2 separate regions of the Mus musculus genome follow, and region 1 is linked to region 2. A link is a contact called in public Hi-C data. All regions are on one chromosome and are shown on one strand. Each heading gives the region's core, a stretch centred on a gene start, on an enhancer-like site or on the middle of the called end of the contact. The rest is flanking DNA. Distances are from core to core; before and after follow the strand shown. Region 1 overlaps Chst3 (carbohydrate sulfotransferase 3). Region 2 overlaps Gm40673 (a long non-coding RNA gene).

Region 1 (7,489 bases), core at 4,691-7,190, 290 kb after region 2:
TTAGGAGGAAAGCGTTCCAGATGCTCAAAGATAACCTGACACGGCCACCAGGGACCTCCTTGAAAATCTGAGATCATCTTTTCCTCTTGTGCTTGCTAACAACCATCACCCACTCTTAGCTATTCCATAAAGCAGACCGAAGGGAGCAGGCTGGCTCAAAATAGTCCACGAGAAAGCTGGATGTGCCATGCGATCGCAAGCCCAAGCTGGAACCCAGCCTAGGCTATATACATTTAGTGAGGTCCAAGCCAGCCTGTGCTGCCTAACAAAACTATCTCAAAGGGTTGCCTGGCTGGAGCAGCAGCGGCACCTCTAAAAGATGTGGAGTGCAAATATTTGGGCCAGATCAGGGTCACCAGCAGAGCTCTGGAGGCCGAACCTGGCAGGCTGCTCCGTCCAAGGTGGGTCTGATTTACACTACTAGTCAAGATCTTATCTCGAGCCATCTCCTGCTGTGTTTCAAACTGAAGGTCGCACAGTCTGTTGGCTAAGCCAGGTAAGGTTTTTTTTTTTTTTTTTTTTTTTTAGGTTTTTTGAGACAGGGTTTCTCTGTGTAGCCCTGGCTGTCCTGGAACTCACTCTGTAGACCAGGCTGGCCTCGAACTCAGAAATCTGCCTGCCTCTGCCTCCCAAGTGCTAGGATTAAAGGCGTGTGCCACCACACCCGGCTGCCAGGTAAGGTTTTGACCTTCCTTCTCTTTCTCCATAAACCAGTGCTACATAAAACAGAAAATACCAGAGTGTCTCATACTTCCTAAGACTTACAGAGGCGGATGCTTGAAGCCAACCATTGGACTGAGCGCGAGGTCCCTAATGGAGGAGTTAGAGAAAGGACTGAAGGAGCTGCAGGAGCTTACAGCCCCATAGGAGGAACAACAATATCAACCAACCAGACCCCCTACCCCCAGAGCTCCCAGGGACTAAGCCACCAACCAAGGACATGGCTCCAGCTACATACGTAGCAGAGTATGTTCTTGGTCCTATGAAGGCTCCATAGATGCCCCAGTGTAGGGGAATCGAGGGCAGGGAAGCAGGAGTGGGTGGGTGGGTGGAGGAACACCCGCATAGAAGCAGGGGAAGGAGGGATGGGATAGGGGATTTCTGGGAGTGGGGAAACGGGGAAAGGGGATAACATTTGAAATGTAAATAAAGAAAATATACAATATAAAATTATTTTTTAAAAAAGATTCCTAAGTCTTCTGATTCAGTTATGTGAATCTGTGCTGAGGTTTCAGCTCAAGAGCCTTGAAAGCCAGAGTTTTAGTTCTGAATGTGCTCACTGGGACTGGATCTGCCTTTGTGGTTTGCCTGAATGGGGGGTTTTTAAGATGGCATGAGAGTTCCTCTAGTCCCACACAACACAGATATGTCCCTTCAGTCCCATACAACATAGTCATGTGGGCGGGACACAAACAAGGACTACTTTCAGGACAGACATCTCTGTGCAATGTTGTCCCAAAGTTAAATAAAACTGTGCACTTAGCATCAGCCTGGTCTTGTGCCACAGATCTTTAATCCTAGCAATCTGAAGGCTGAGGCAAGAAAGCCGAGAGTTCAAGACTAGCCTGGGCTACAGAGTGAGCCCCTCTCCAGTAAGATGAGTTTGAAACCCCCATGGTGGAAGGATAGAACCATCAGGTTGTCCCTGACCTTCACACACGCACCTGTGCATCTTAGCGAATGACTGTTATCTGCTCCTCGAATAAAATACATAAATACATGTAGAAAAAGAGACAAGGTTAAACAAATTTGGTTTTAAAAATATCACACTTCTCCACATGCACTTAAAACCATTGTGTCCTCCCCCACCTGTCCCTGTGCAACTTGCCAGGGCTGGACCAAATAGTTAATCAGCCACATGCAGTGGAGGGACTAGGGAAGATGCGATACACTGGTTCCTATCTGTTGCTCTTAAACTGTACACACTAGACATCTGCCTTTCCAATAAAGAGAATAAAATAACCACTCTAAAACACTTGTAGAGGCTAGAGATATGGCTCAGTGGCTGCTCTTCCAGAGGTCCTGAGTTCAATTCCCAGCACCCACATGGAGGCTCACAACCATCTGTAATGGGGTCCCATGCCCTTTATTATACTGTGTGCAGACATAACATGCATAAAACACTTGTATAGAGCTGCAGACAAGGGGAAGTGGTCCAAAGGAGAACAGGCAGCCATTAACCCAGGGTGGGTGCAAAAGGCAGTCAGTAACAGAGGGTGGGTGCAACCACCCTGCATCTGACTCTACAACTATAGTCAATCCCCCAGGGACTAGCATGAAGCCCCTCCCCTCCAGTGTGTCACTTCAAACCTTTTGTGCTGCCTGATTGTCACAGCAGCTGGACCCTCCCATCACCACTTCCTTCACTGTCTTGACAAGAAACATTGGTTCAGAGAATTAATCTACCCAAAGACGCAGAGCTGGAGAGTCAAGGCCAGACTGCGCAGGGCAAGGTCCCCTGGCTTTAGCTGGACATTCCTTCCCGGCACGTTTATCTTCACGTCCTCTGTGCTATCCATTTCCACTCATAGAGGTGACATGGGCTGTTGCCACACAGACTGAACACATACGTAAATAAGGACACAGGGACGGACATAAAGTAGGAAGTAGGGAGGGGAAATTTGTTGAGTACGTTGATGAACTTCACCTTGTCACTGCCAGCAAGGTCAGACATGGGGGAGGGACACAGTCTGGGAAGGGCAGCAGCCCCGACACAAGCCACTATGGGGAAGTGTGCTTCCCGACCCCAGACTGCCCCTAAGCTTGAAGGATCTCACCCCAGACCTTCTTCCTAAGTTTCAGACACATGCAAAGGGGGGCAAAACGCTGGCCAAGACCCTAGGGACTGACTTGGCCGGCCTTTTCTGGGTTCCTAAAACAGTACTCGCTCAAGGAGAGTGCAGCCACCCAGGCACTATGGGGATGAGGTCATCCATTACAGAAGAGACTGAGCTGAGCACCAGGTCACTCTCCTGGAAGCCTGGTCATCTAGCTTAGGACACCTTGGCCGAGCCTGAAGTGTTCTGAGGTCCTGGTCTGGGGACTCCTTCCTCTTTTGTCCATTGGGATGGCAATGTCCACCTCAACCTGGCCTTTCTCACACGTATATACTGTCTGCTTTTCCCCAGCACTTTCTTTGCATGCAACCCTGGTAAGGAAGGGCTTCCAGACTTTTTACTAACAGATTTTCATGCTAATTTGTATGGTTCTCTTTCCCCTGGTACTGCTGGGCTCCTGTGTTTAAGCACACCCTTCTCTGGGGCAAGATGAAAGGCTCTCCTTTCCCTTGTGGGGATGAGTCTCCATTTTCCTGTAGCATTTTTATTTTTATTTTATTTGCATGCGTGCATGCATGCGTATGTGGTGTGTGTGTGTGTGTGTGTGTGTGTGTGTGTGTGTGTGTGTGTTAAGTCAGAGGAAAACTTTTAGAAGTTGGTCTTCTCCACCAACGGTGAGTTCCAAGGATCAAACTCAGGCTGATACCATAAGGACTTTCTCCCTCAGAGCCATTAAAAGGCCTCCAGGAGCAGTCCTTAGCCTTAGGGCCCCTCCACAGAGCTCTAGGACAGATCTCTTCTCCACCCAGGTGCTGTGCGAGCCTGGCCCTGTCTCTGCTTCTCTTCAGAAGGGCATGGGCATAAACATTCTCCACAAAGGACCTAACTTCGATTACCCAAAACACAATACAGGGCAATGCTCACCTAGAAGTCTGAAGGCCTGAAGCTCTTTGTGGTGTCCCAGCCTCTTCAGTGGCCAGGTCACTATACCCTTGAGTCAGTTCTGCGCTATTGGCACAGCTCCAGTGACCTTTCGTCAGGGATTTCTGAGAAGTGTCCCCCTCCCGAACCACAGCAAGAAACCTGGACTGGCAGGGGCCTTTCCAGGCTCAAACTGTCCCCGGCCCTTAGTCCCTGTGGGGTTAGCGGTGATAAAACCACCCAGGCCTGAGTCTCCCCTGCTCTCAGCACTGCTCAGTCACCACACTGGAATTTCTGGAGAGCTGTTCCTTTCTTTGTAGAGAAGGCTGGCTGGCTTTTGCTAGGTGGCAGGGGAGGCTTCCATTGTCCCCTAACCTTCCTTGCCAGTGTAGGATTTTACTACTTCTCTGCAAATGTCAAGGCCTGTTTAAATGGCTTTTTAAAGAGCTGGACTGCCGGGCGTGGTGGCACACACCTTTAATCCCAGCACTTGGGAGGCAGAGGCAGGCGGATTTCTGAGTTCGAGGCCAGCCTGGTCTACAGAGTGAGTTCCAGGACAGCCAGGACTACACAGAGAAACCCTGTCTCGCAAAAACAAACAAACAAACAAACAAAAAAAAAACCAAAAAAAAAAAAAAAAAAAAAAAGAGCTGGACCTGGTGGTACAAAGCCTGTGTGTAATCTTAGCAGTCTAGTGGAGGCAGGAGGATTAAGAGTCCAAGGTTTTCCTTGTCTTCACAGTACCTGGGACTAACCTGGGCTCTGTGAGACTCATTAAAAATAGAGGCTTGCTAAACAAGAGGGTTTGACATGCCAGACCCTTTGGAGATAGGCAAGAACGGGTTCTTTTTTTTTTTTTTTTTTTTTCTTGTTTTCCTCTCAAATCTTAGGACAAGTACAGGTTGTCCCTTGTACAATGTTTACAAGGTGATATGGTGAATTCTCCTTCCTATGCCTGACTCGAGCATTCGGGGACTGTCTACATAGGCAACCAGTAATGTCAACATTGGGTTTGTTGTTGTTGTTATTATTGTTTTTTGTTTGTTTGTTTTTCAAAACAGAGTTTCTCTGGGTGGCTCTGGCTGTCTTGGATCTCCCTCTGTAGATCAGGCTGGCCTCAAACTCACAGAGATCCCTCTGCCTCTGCCTCCCGAGTGCTGGGATTAAAGGTGGGAGTCACCACCACCTTGCCTTTCTTTGTTGTTGTTTTTTTAATTCTCCAATTTTATTTTATTTTTTGGTAGTATTGGAATCAAACTTAGGGTCTTACACAGGCCTTGCAGAGCCAATTCCCCAGTCCCCTCCACTTTGAAGGCAACTTAAATGGAATGCCATTGGGGCTTCCTGTTTTATTAGGTAAACTGAGGCACAACCTGAAAAATAGTTGGGACTAGAGCTAGCATGGGGGTGCTGCAGAGTCCCACTCTGTCACCCCCATTGCTGTCTATGATCACTGCGAAGTGGCTGCCCACAGTGGAGCCCTTGCAAGTCAAGGGTCAGGGCTCTTGCAGCCCAGTACTCTGAGCTTCTAAGCCCTCCCAGTTCTATGGCCCATGCCCACTGTCAGAACTGCCTTCTTCCTTTTTAGAAGAACATCTCTGCCTCCGCCCCTATTCATGAGGTCCTGCTTCATTCTTTGCTCCTGGACACAAGCATCTGGGGATTCCAATAAGGTGCCCTCTGGACTCACACCTACATCAATGGCTACAGAATAAGGTTTAAGGAGATAGGATCAAAAGGTCCTTGAGCCCTTTGGGAGAGGGCCATGCTGGTCCCTGCCTCGAGGAAGGAAGACCCTCTGTCCTTTCACATACAGAACAGGAACTCGAGTCTCCTCCTCCTCCTCCTCCTCCTCCCCCTCCCCCTCCCCCTCCCCCTCCCCCTCCCCCTCCCCCTCCTCTTCCTTCTCCTCTTCCTCCTAGCTGAGGGAGCTCAAACAGTCAGAAGTGCCTGCCAGCCTCCTTGTTCTTAACTGGGAAACCAGGCTAACGGGGTGAGGTCTCTCTCTCTCTCTCTCTCTCTCTCTCTCTCTCTCTCTCTCTCTCCCTCTCTCTCCCTCTCTCTCTCTCTCTTAGTGTGATGAAGGTGCCACTCTGTGTGGAGCTGGCACAGACCCCTCCCCCCAGCTTCAGGCCGAGGGACAGCAGGAGCAGAGTTTTGAGTCAGAGCTGCAGCTGCTGCAGCCTGGCATCCTGCACCCACAGCCTGGGCCGAGGAAGCTGGCAGCCCGCCCCAACCTGACTCATATTCTTTTTCCAGGTCTGACCCACCAAATCCTGGGCAGACACCCCTCTGACGCATGGAGAATGTGCCTTCCTAAGAGGGAAATAAGCTAAGGGTTTAAAAATAAAAACCAAAACCTGTTGCTCAACTCCCATACCCAGGGTTCCTATGGCCAGGGCAGCCACTGTTCTGTGCCACGTCCCACATCGGTCCACATGCTCTAGGAAAGTGAATAGCGACCCAGCCAGACATGGAAGCTCCCCTGGTACTTTCATTCTGCACTGCCAATGTGGTGAGTCTGGGTCAAGTGCAGTCCACTTGCTGCAGTGGCCGAGAGCACATGTGGCGTTAGATAATGAGTTTGAATTCTGGGCTGTGTGGCTACACACAAGGCCCCTGATCCCTCTGAGCCTTGTTGCTGGCATCTGAAAAATGCCATTTAAATGAGATACATAAGCAGTTGACCAAAGATGCTTAAACAAAGATCTCTCAGGTGCACTCGGCTGCATCCTTGAAAATGATAGGAGGGCCTGTTTATCAGCTTCACTCTCCCATCTAGGATTATTGTTGGGCACGGAGCCTAGCCAGCTTCACTTTCTACACACTGACTCCTGGGCTTCGACATGAAGCTCAGTGGGTAGGATACTTACCTAGCATGCACAAGGCCCTGGATTTAATACTCAGTATGTCACAAAACCCTTGTAACCCCAGCATCTGGGAAATGGAATAAGATACTCGTGGCTATATAGTGTTTGAGGCCAGCCTGAACTACATGAGACCTGTCTCCAAAAACAAACAAGCAAACCCTGACTCCAAGAGGAGCCCAGGCACCTCTCCCAAAGGAAGAGACTCTGAAAACTCAACATGGAAGTTGGGCACCATGATGTTGCCCTGAAATCTTCATAGCACAGTAGGAGAGGCGGGAAGTTGGGAGACAAAGGCTGGGAAGGGGTATTCAAGGGAGCTTCTGGCCCTGCTACCGGGGTGGGAGGGTGGGGGGGGGATGGGGGGAGAAGAGCAACTATGGGATTGTGGGCATTGAAGGTCTCCAGGAGCCCAGGAAGGGCAGGCAGGCAGGCAGGCAGGCAGGCAGCAGACAGAGAGATGATATGATGTCAGGTTTCCCCCAGTGACTCAATGGCTTGTCCTAGGCTATGAATAGTGAGCTTTATACTGTGGCCTCCAGGCCATCCTCCCTTCTGAGTTGTCCTGGCATCTCTCCCTTGTCACCTCTCATTCTCCCTGCTATGGAAATTCACAACTACAGTCTCTATGTCCTGGCCCTGGGCACAGCCTCAGCCAGCCTCAGCCGGCCTCAGTCAACCTCTACTATGTGGAGAGACTTAAGCACAGACAAACCCAGGGAGCCGGGGCTGTCTCTGAATGCTCATGGCTGGGTAGCCTCAGGGAGCAGTTTGTTCATCTGAGAAATAGGGACCCTGCTAGAAACCTTGATAGGTTAATGGGGGTGGGGTGGGGGGTTGGGAGGATTAGTGAGGGCATCAAGCACGTAGCATGCAACAAAGTATGTCATGCCAAGTATGGTAGCTAAGGTACAAACTCAGTTT
Region 2 (6,510 bases), core at 2,451-4,950:
ACTCACTTTCTTTGCTTGTATTTGTTTGTGCATATGTATGTGTGTCCATGTGTACAAATGGGGAGAAGCACATGCGTTGTGTGTGTTTGTGTGTATGCGTTTGTGTATGTATGTATGTGTGTCTGGGTGAGGTGTGTCTGTGGTGTGGCTGTGTGTTTGTGTGTGTGTGTCTATGTATATGTGTGTGTGTCTGTGTGTGTTTGTGTGTGTATCTGTGTCTATGTGTATGTGTGTGTGTTTGTGTATGTGTGTCTGTGTGTATCTTGTATAAGTTGTGTCTATGTGTGTGTGTCTATGTATCTGTGTGTCTATGCGTGTGTGTCTGTATGTGTGTATCTATGTGTCTATGCGTGTGTGTGTGTGTCTGTCTGTCTGTGTGTCTGTGTGTGTCACAGCCAGAAGTTGACAGAGTCCTCCTCATTTACTCCTCACCTTCTTCCTTTCTAGGGGAGAGGTCTCTCCCTAGGACCTGAGGCTCAGCAATTAGGCTGAGTTCCGGATCCTGCTGTCCCTACCTCCCCAGCGGGTTACAGACAAAGCACCTGGCTTTTTCTGACTTCTTCCATCCAGCTCTGATCTTTATGCACATTTTACCAACTGAACACTCCCAAATTTTGGCTTTTTTTTTTTTCCTGATAAGGTCTTATGTAGCCCAGGTTGTCCTAGAATATATTACATAGTCAGAGCTAGCTAGCTACATAGCAGAACTCCTCCTGTTTCTCTTGTCTCAGCCTCTCAAGTGTTTCGTATGCACCACCATGCCTAGCTTGCATGTATCTTAAACATAAGTCAAAGGGCTTGCTATCAAAAAACTCAAGAGCTATAGCTCAGGGGTTAGAACGTCTGCCTTATTGTGAAATACAATAAATAATAAAAGTAGATTTTAAAGAAATACGATTTAAAATAAGACAGTACACATTAACCTAACCACTCCACTCTGGTAGAACATTTACCTACCATGCCCCAGACTCTAGGTGTAAACCCTGGTACCAAAAGAAGAAAGCCTGGTATAGCAGGGCATGGCTATAATCTCAGCATCCCAGAGGCAAGGCTGGAAAATCATCGTGAGTCCAAGACCAGCCTGGACTACAGCTAAGAGAAGGGAATACAGACAGGACAGGGTCATGAGTGACTGTCCTCCAAGCCAAGCAACCACCGTCTTGGGGCATTCCGCCATACCCCTTTGCAAAAGATTATCCCAGTGGGGCTTGTCAAAGGTCTGCACACTCAACAGAGAGGAATAGAGAGGACCAGTGGACCCTCACTTGAGTATACATGCTTTAGTCACCTGTTTTGGGGGGTTTTGTTTTGTTTTTGTTTTTTTCTATTTTCTTTTTTTTTAAATATTTATTCATTTATTATATGTAAGTACACTGTAGTTGTCTTCAGACGCACCAGAAGAGGGCAACAGATTTCATTACAGATGGTTGTGAGCCACCATGTGGTTGCTGGGATTTGAACTCAGAACCTTCAGAAGAGCAGTCAGCACTCTTAACCACTGACCTATCTTGCCAGCCTTGTTTTTGTTTTGTTTTGTTTGAGACAGGGTTTCTCTGTATAGCCCTGGCTGTCCTGGAACTCACTTTGTAGACCAGGCTGGCCTCAAACTCAGAAATCTGCCTGCCTCTGCCTCTTGAGTGCTGGGATTAAAGGCGTGTGCCATCACCGCCTGGCTCAGTCACCTGTTTGTTGCAACTCTGTCTTCATTCTGTTTACCCTGCAGAGTGGTTAGAAGAGGCCTTGGGATGGCATGGGGATAGGAATTCCTCAGGTCATATGGTAAGGCTTTCTAGGTGTGGCCTTATGGGAGGAGCACACACACCTCTGTAAGGAACTCTCAACGAGTCTAGATAAAGAAGCCAAATAAACTCACGGGGTCTTCCAAAGTGAACTTTAGTGGATTTGTGTCTTGGTTTGTCTTGGGATCTGAGGAGTAAATGTTGTTGCCTGTCTCTTTCTGGGAAGGTTTTTAAGCAACAAAGAGCAAGCCTGGTTGCTCCAAGAGGACAGTGGAGATGTTGTCCCAACCTGTTGTGCGCAGGAAACCCCACTTAAGGACTGTCCCCTGGTGAGTGTCCTCTGGCTCAGGAGCTGCTTCTGAGCATAGTAACTATGGTGCCACAGTAGCTACCCAGTGTGGATGAGAACACACAGCTAACAATGAAGTGGCAGGCTGACACCCAACAGCCATTTTCACCTGTGGGCTATCACCCGAGCTCCTGGGTGGCTGAACGTGGCCTAGGACAAGGGTGGGTCCAGCTGGCTCACACCAGGGCTGTGGACACAGGCTGGGCTGTAGGACATATACAACATAGCAGGTGTCTCCAGCTTGCACATTAACCCACTGTCTGTCTCACATAGCTCCCACAAGACCTGGAACAACTGGCTTAGACCAACTGGGCCAGGAAAGAAAGGCTGCCAAGGCTTGGGGTCATCTGTCTGGGCTTCTGTCCCCTTGGGTGCAATGCTTGCTGCTGGTCCAGAGGCAAGGATGTGCAAACCTTTGGCCTGCTGCCGTTTAGTTAACGTTGAGGGTTGGTTGGTAGAGTGCTTGGCCCTGGGTTTGGTCCCTAGCACTGAATGAACTGGGCGTGGTGAGGTATGCCCTTATCCTAACACTTGGGAGGTGGATGTAGAGGAATCAGAAGTTCAAGGGCATCCTTGGCTACACAGTGAGCTCAAAAGCCAGCTAGGGCGACTTGACACTCTGTTTCAAAACAGACAGGGATCAAAGTTAGCGCACAGAGCAGCAAGCTTCATTGTTCATTCTTATTGCGTGACCTACTGCAAGCACCTTCTCACCTCACCCTGGTCTCTCTCCAGCCCATCTCAGAACCTGTTTAGCCCATCTGGGAAGTCATGGGTGACTCTCTGTTCTGAAGTCACCTAGTTGAGTTGTCGGTGATTTCATGTGACCCTATCCCTCTGTGCCTAAATGAGACAGTACATAGGGAGAGATTAGAGTCCTCTGACACACGGTGTCTTGTCATCTGTATGTTCTGGCTACTACCCCCGTGGCTGAGATAACTAACAAACCCTCTTCCTGCAACTCTGATGGAACCTTAAGGTTAGTTGTCTTGAAGAAAACAAGGCAAGAATAAGACTGGACCTTGACCCTAGAAATTCTGGGGTAGTAGCCTAATGGGGTTCATGGTACTACTGACTTCTCTGGCTCCCTCTAACCCAACTAAATCCACTTCTAGACAGTCTTTCCCAACACATGCTCCTGGCAGCTGTCACCAGCAGAGGCACTGGGCAAAATGTCAACAGTGCTGCAAAATACGTTGGGACTTTATCTGACCCCTGGCTTCCATCCCAACCAGAAACACACTGGCTGAAACTTGCTGGCGAGCTGGAGCAAGCCCGGGGCTGGGGGCGGAAAGCAGTCTGGGTCACTGGCTGCTGCAGAAATTTCTCCCCTTTTACTAGTTAATGCCCTTGTTGCCTGTTAGGACCTAGTTTTTAAAACCCAAGGCTTCAAGCCTTGCAGAGAACTGAGGGAAGCGCCACCCTCACCCCAACCCCCACTCTTGCCCCCGCCCCTGCCCCTGCCGCCCCTTTACTCAGGTTAGTGCACCCCGCGCATTCCTCCTGCCCTTTTCGTGAGACTTCCCAGAAAGGGTCCATGACTATAGCAGCAGACAGCCACACCAGGGTGGGATAGGACCAGCTTCGAAGGGGGCGGTCCTCAGTCAAGAGCAATGCCCCTCCCCTACCCCGCTTCTGCCTGTAGCTGCAGGGAGGTAGGTCTCAGACAAGTCTAGGAGGTCCTAAGGCCAGTCTTAACAAGTCTTCCTGCCCAGTACGCCTAGAAAAAGAGAGAAAAAAAGACATTGTCACACGAGGGGCCCCAGGAGCACCCCACCCCAAGACAGGAAAAAATAAAAGAAGCCTTGTCCTGGGTTTTAGCTCAGAAAAAAACGACGTGGGAACTGAGTTGTGTGGGACAGCACTGCCTTGATTGCGCGCGTGCGTGAGTGCGTGTGTGGTGGTGGTGGTGGTGGGGTTGATCACCCGGCACCGCAATAATAATCGATAATAGTAAACAGATAAATGAGCTAAACAAGGAAAAGCTTAAGGATGGAGGGAAGCAGAGGAAGAAAAACAATAATTAGATTTGGAGTAGATTAGACAGTCATTAGGGGGCAGTCTCTGCCTCAGCCTCCTCAGTGCTATGCAATTACCCTGGCTATGAAAGATTCGAATATTATAACTAGCTAATTTAAAATTAAAATAGATAGATAGATAGATAGATAGATAGATAGACAGACAGACAGATAGCCAGGCAGTGCCAGTGCTATTGCATGTCTTTAATCCCAGCACTGGGGGGAGGGGGGTTGGGGGGAGCCAGAGGCAGGGGCATCTCTGAGTTTGAGGCCAGCCTGGTCTACAGAGTGAGTTCCAGGAGAACCAGGGCTACACAGAGAAACCCTGTGTCGAAAAAGGAAAAAAATAAAAAATAAAAATAAATAAATAATAAATAAAGCAGCCTGATTTGTAGGACACCTCGTGGAGGTACACACTTCTGCTCCCAGCACTTGGGAGGCTGTGACAAGGGTGATGAGTTCAAGGCCAGCCTGGCCTACATAGTAAGATCCCATCTCTAAGGCCAGCCTGGGCTTCATAGTAAAATGCTGCCTCAAAAAACAAAGCAAGGGGCTGGTGAGATGGCTCAGCAGTTAAGAGCACCAGTTGCTTTTCTGAAGGTCCTGAGTTCAAATCCCAGCAACCATATGGTGGCTAGCAACCATCCATAACAAGATCTGACACCCTCTTCTGGAGTGTCTGAAGACAGGTACAGTGTACTTACATTAATAATAAATTAAAAACAAAACAAAACAAACAAACAAAAAAACAAAGCAAGGCCGGGCGTGGTGGCACACGCCTTTAATCCCAGCATTCGGGAGGCAGAGGCAGGCAGATTTCTGAGTTCGAGGCCAGCCTGGTCTACAATATGAGTTCCAGGACAGCCAGGGCTACACAGAGAAACCCTGTCTCAAAAAACCAAAAACAAAAAACAAAAAAACAAAACAAGGACTGAGGCCATAGCTAGCTTTTGAGCATTTGCTTGGAACTGGCAAGGCTCTGAGTTCCATCCCTGGCACAGAAGGGAGGCAGAGAGCAAGCAGGTCATGACACATTACTGTGAGAAAAATCCCTGAAAGCCACAAACTGCATTTCAGCCTTTGCCGTCAGGGAAGCCACAGTTCAGACTGAGGTCATTATGAGTCAAATGGACATTCACATGTAAGTATGTGTGCAAGAGGGACTCAGGGGACATACCATGTGAAGAGATAGACAGACTTTTCGGTGACGCTTCTATGATGCCAAGTCATGAGACAGGTTGCCAGCAAACTCTCAGATCAAGGCTAAAGACAGAGACTCTCTCACAACCTTGGACGGAGCCAGTCCTTGTTAGCATGTTGCTGGGTCTTGTTTTTCCTTTGTTTCATTCAGAGACTTAAGTAGCCCAGGCTAACTACAAACCTCTAGTGTACCCAAAGATAACCCAGAACTTCCTCCTCCATCTACTTCTCAAAGACTGGGATCACAGGTGTGCACCGCTAGGCAGGCTATGCAGTGTTGGAGCTTGAGCAGGGATTTCACGTGTTTTAAGCAAGCACTCTAACAGCCAAGACACGTGCCCAGCCTATGTCTGTTGTTTGAGGCACCAGATTCAACATAATTCCCAACAACTCTGACAAAAGAAATCCCAAGGAAGCCAGGCAGTGGTGGTGCACACTAGTAATCCCAGCACTTGGGAGGCAGAGGCAGGGGGATCTTTGTGAATTCAAGGCCAGCCTGGCCTACAGAGTGAGTTCCAGGACAGCCAGGGCTACACAGAGAAACCCTGTCTTGAAAAAGCAAATAACATAAACATATACAAATACACATCATATACATAAATATCATATATGTATATGCATATATACACATATTCATACATCATACACATGTACACACACACACACACACATATATATTCACACACACATACACGCAAGCATACACATAAGCATACATATCATTGCTCATAACCAGGACAGCCAGGACTACATAGAGAAACCCTGTTTCAAAAAAAAAAAAAAAAAAGTAGAAAAATAATCCCAAGGAAAAAAACTACTAAATACACTACTTAGGCTGTGGAATCCGAGGACCTGAAGCTGTGGTGCCTGCAGGCTCCGTCGCCAGCTGAGCCACCTCACGGCCCTTCCTTTTCCTTTTAATTTTTAGAAGTTTAATAAGTTGCTCAGGCTGGCCTTGAACTTGGGATTCTCTAGCCACAGTCTCCTAAACTGTGATGGCAGGCCTGGGCCACTGAGTCCAGCGGAATCTTGACATGTGAGTCTCCCTGTTTGTACTCCTGCTGGGTTTCTGGAGAGTAAGGAGGGACAATCTGCCACAGTTCTGCTAGGCCAACAGGGCTCTCTGAGGGAATCCCTCCATGTAGAAAAAAGGAAGCATGGCCTCAGCAGGGGTCAGGTCGGGATCTGCCCACCACCACCAGCT

The links. Hi-C and Micro-C count contacts between places; a contact is called where the count stands out from the background.
Region 1: a contact with region 2 is called in a Hi-C map of muscle stem cells, with 2.5 times the contacts expected there. The contact joins two enhancer-like sites. A contact is called at or near these places in 1 of 484 Hi-C or Micro-C datasets (muscle stem cells), 4 of 115 datasets of contacts at active chromatin or transcription factors (the 230-238 cell line, craniofacial prominence, neural tube and 1 more) and 3 of 9 other capture datasets (adipose tissue, embryonic stem cells and pancreatic islet).

What each region holds. Positions count from the first base shown.
Region 1 is chr10:60,203,516-60,211,004 of GRCm38.p6, forward strand. All of the region lies in intron 1 of Chst3 (carbohydrate sulfotransferase 3), which reads right to left. Among named protein-coding and RNA genes, the nearest start is that of Chst3, 12 kb to the right of the region's middle. Within about 2 kb of position 5,941, at least 112 of the 459 cell types and tissues checked have an H3K27ac peak or open chromatin away from gene starts, as enhancers often do. A contact at or near this core is called in muscle stem cells, where this site is marked.
Region 2 is chr10:59,913,086-59,919,595 of GRCm38.p6, forward strand. Gm40673 (a long non-coding RNA gene) reads left to right here. Exons shown (of 3, transcript XR_871747.2): 2 at 1,966-2,068. Among named protein-coding and RNA genes, the nearest start is that of Gm40673, 6.9 kb to the left of the region's middle. Within about 2 kb of position 3,701, at least 180 of the 459 cell types and tissues checked have an H3K27ac peak or open chromatin away from gene starts, as enhancers often do. A contact at or near this core is called in muscle stem cells, where this site is marked.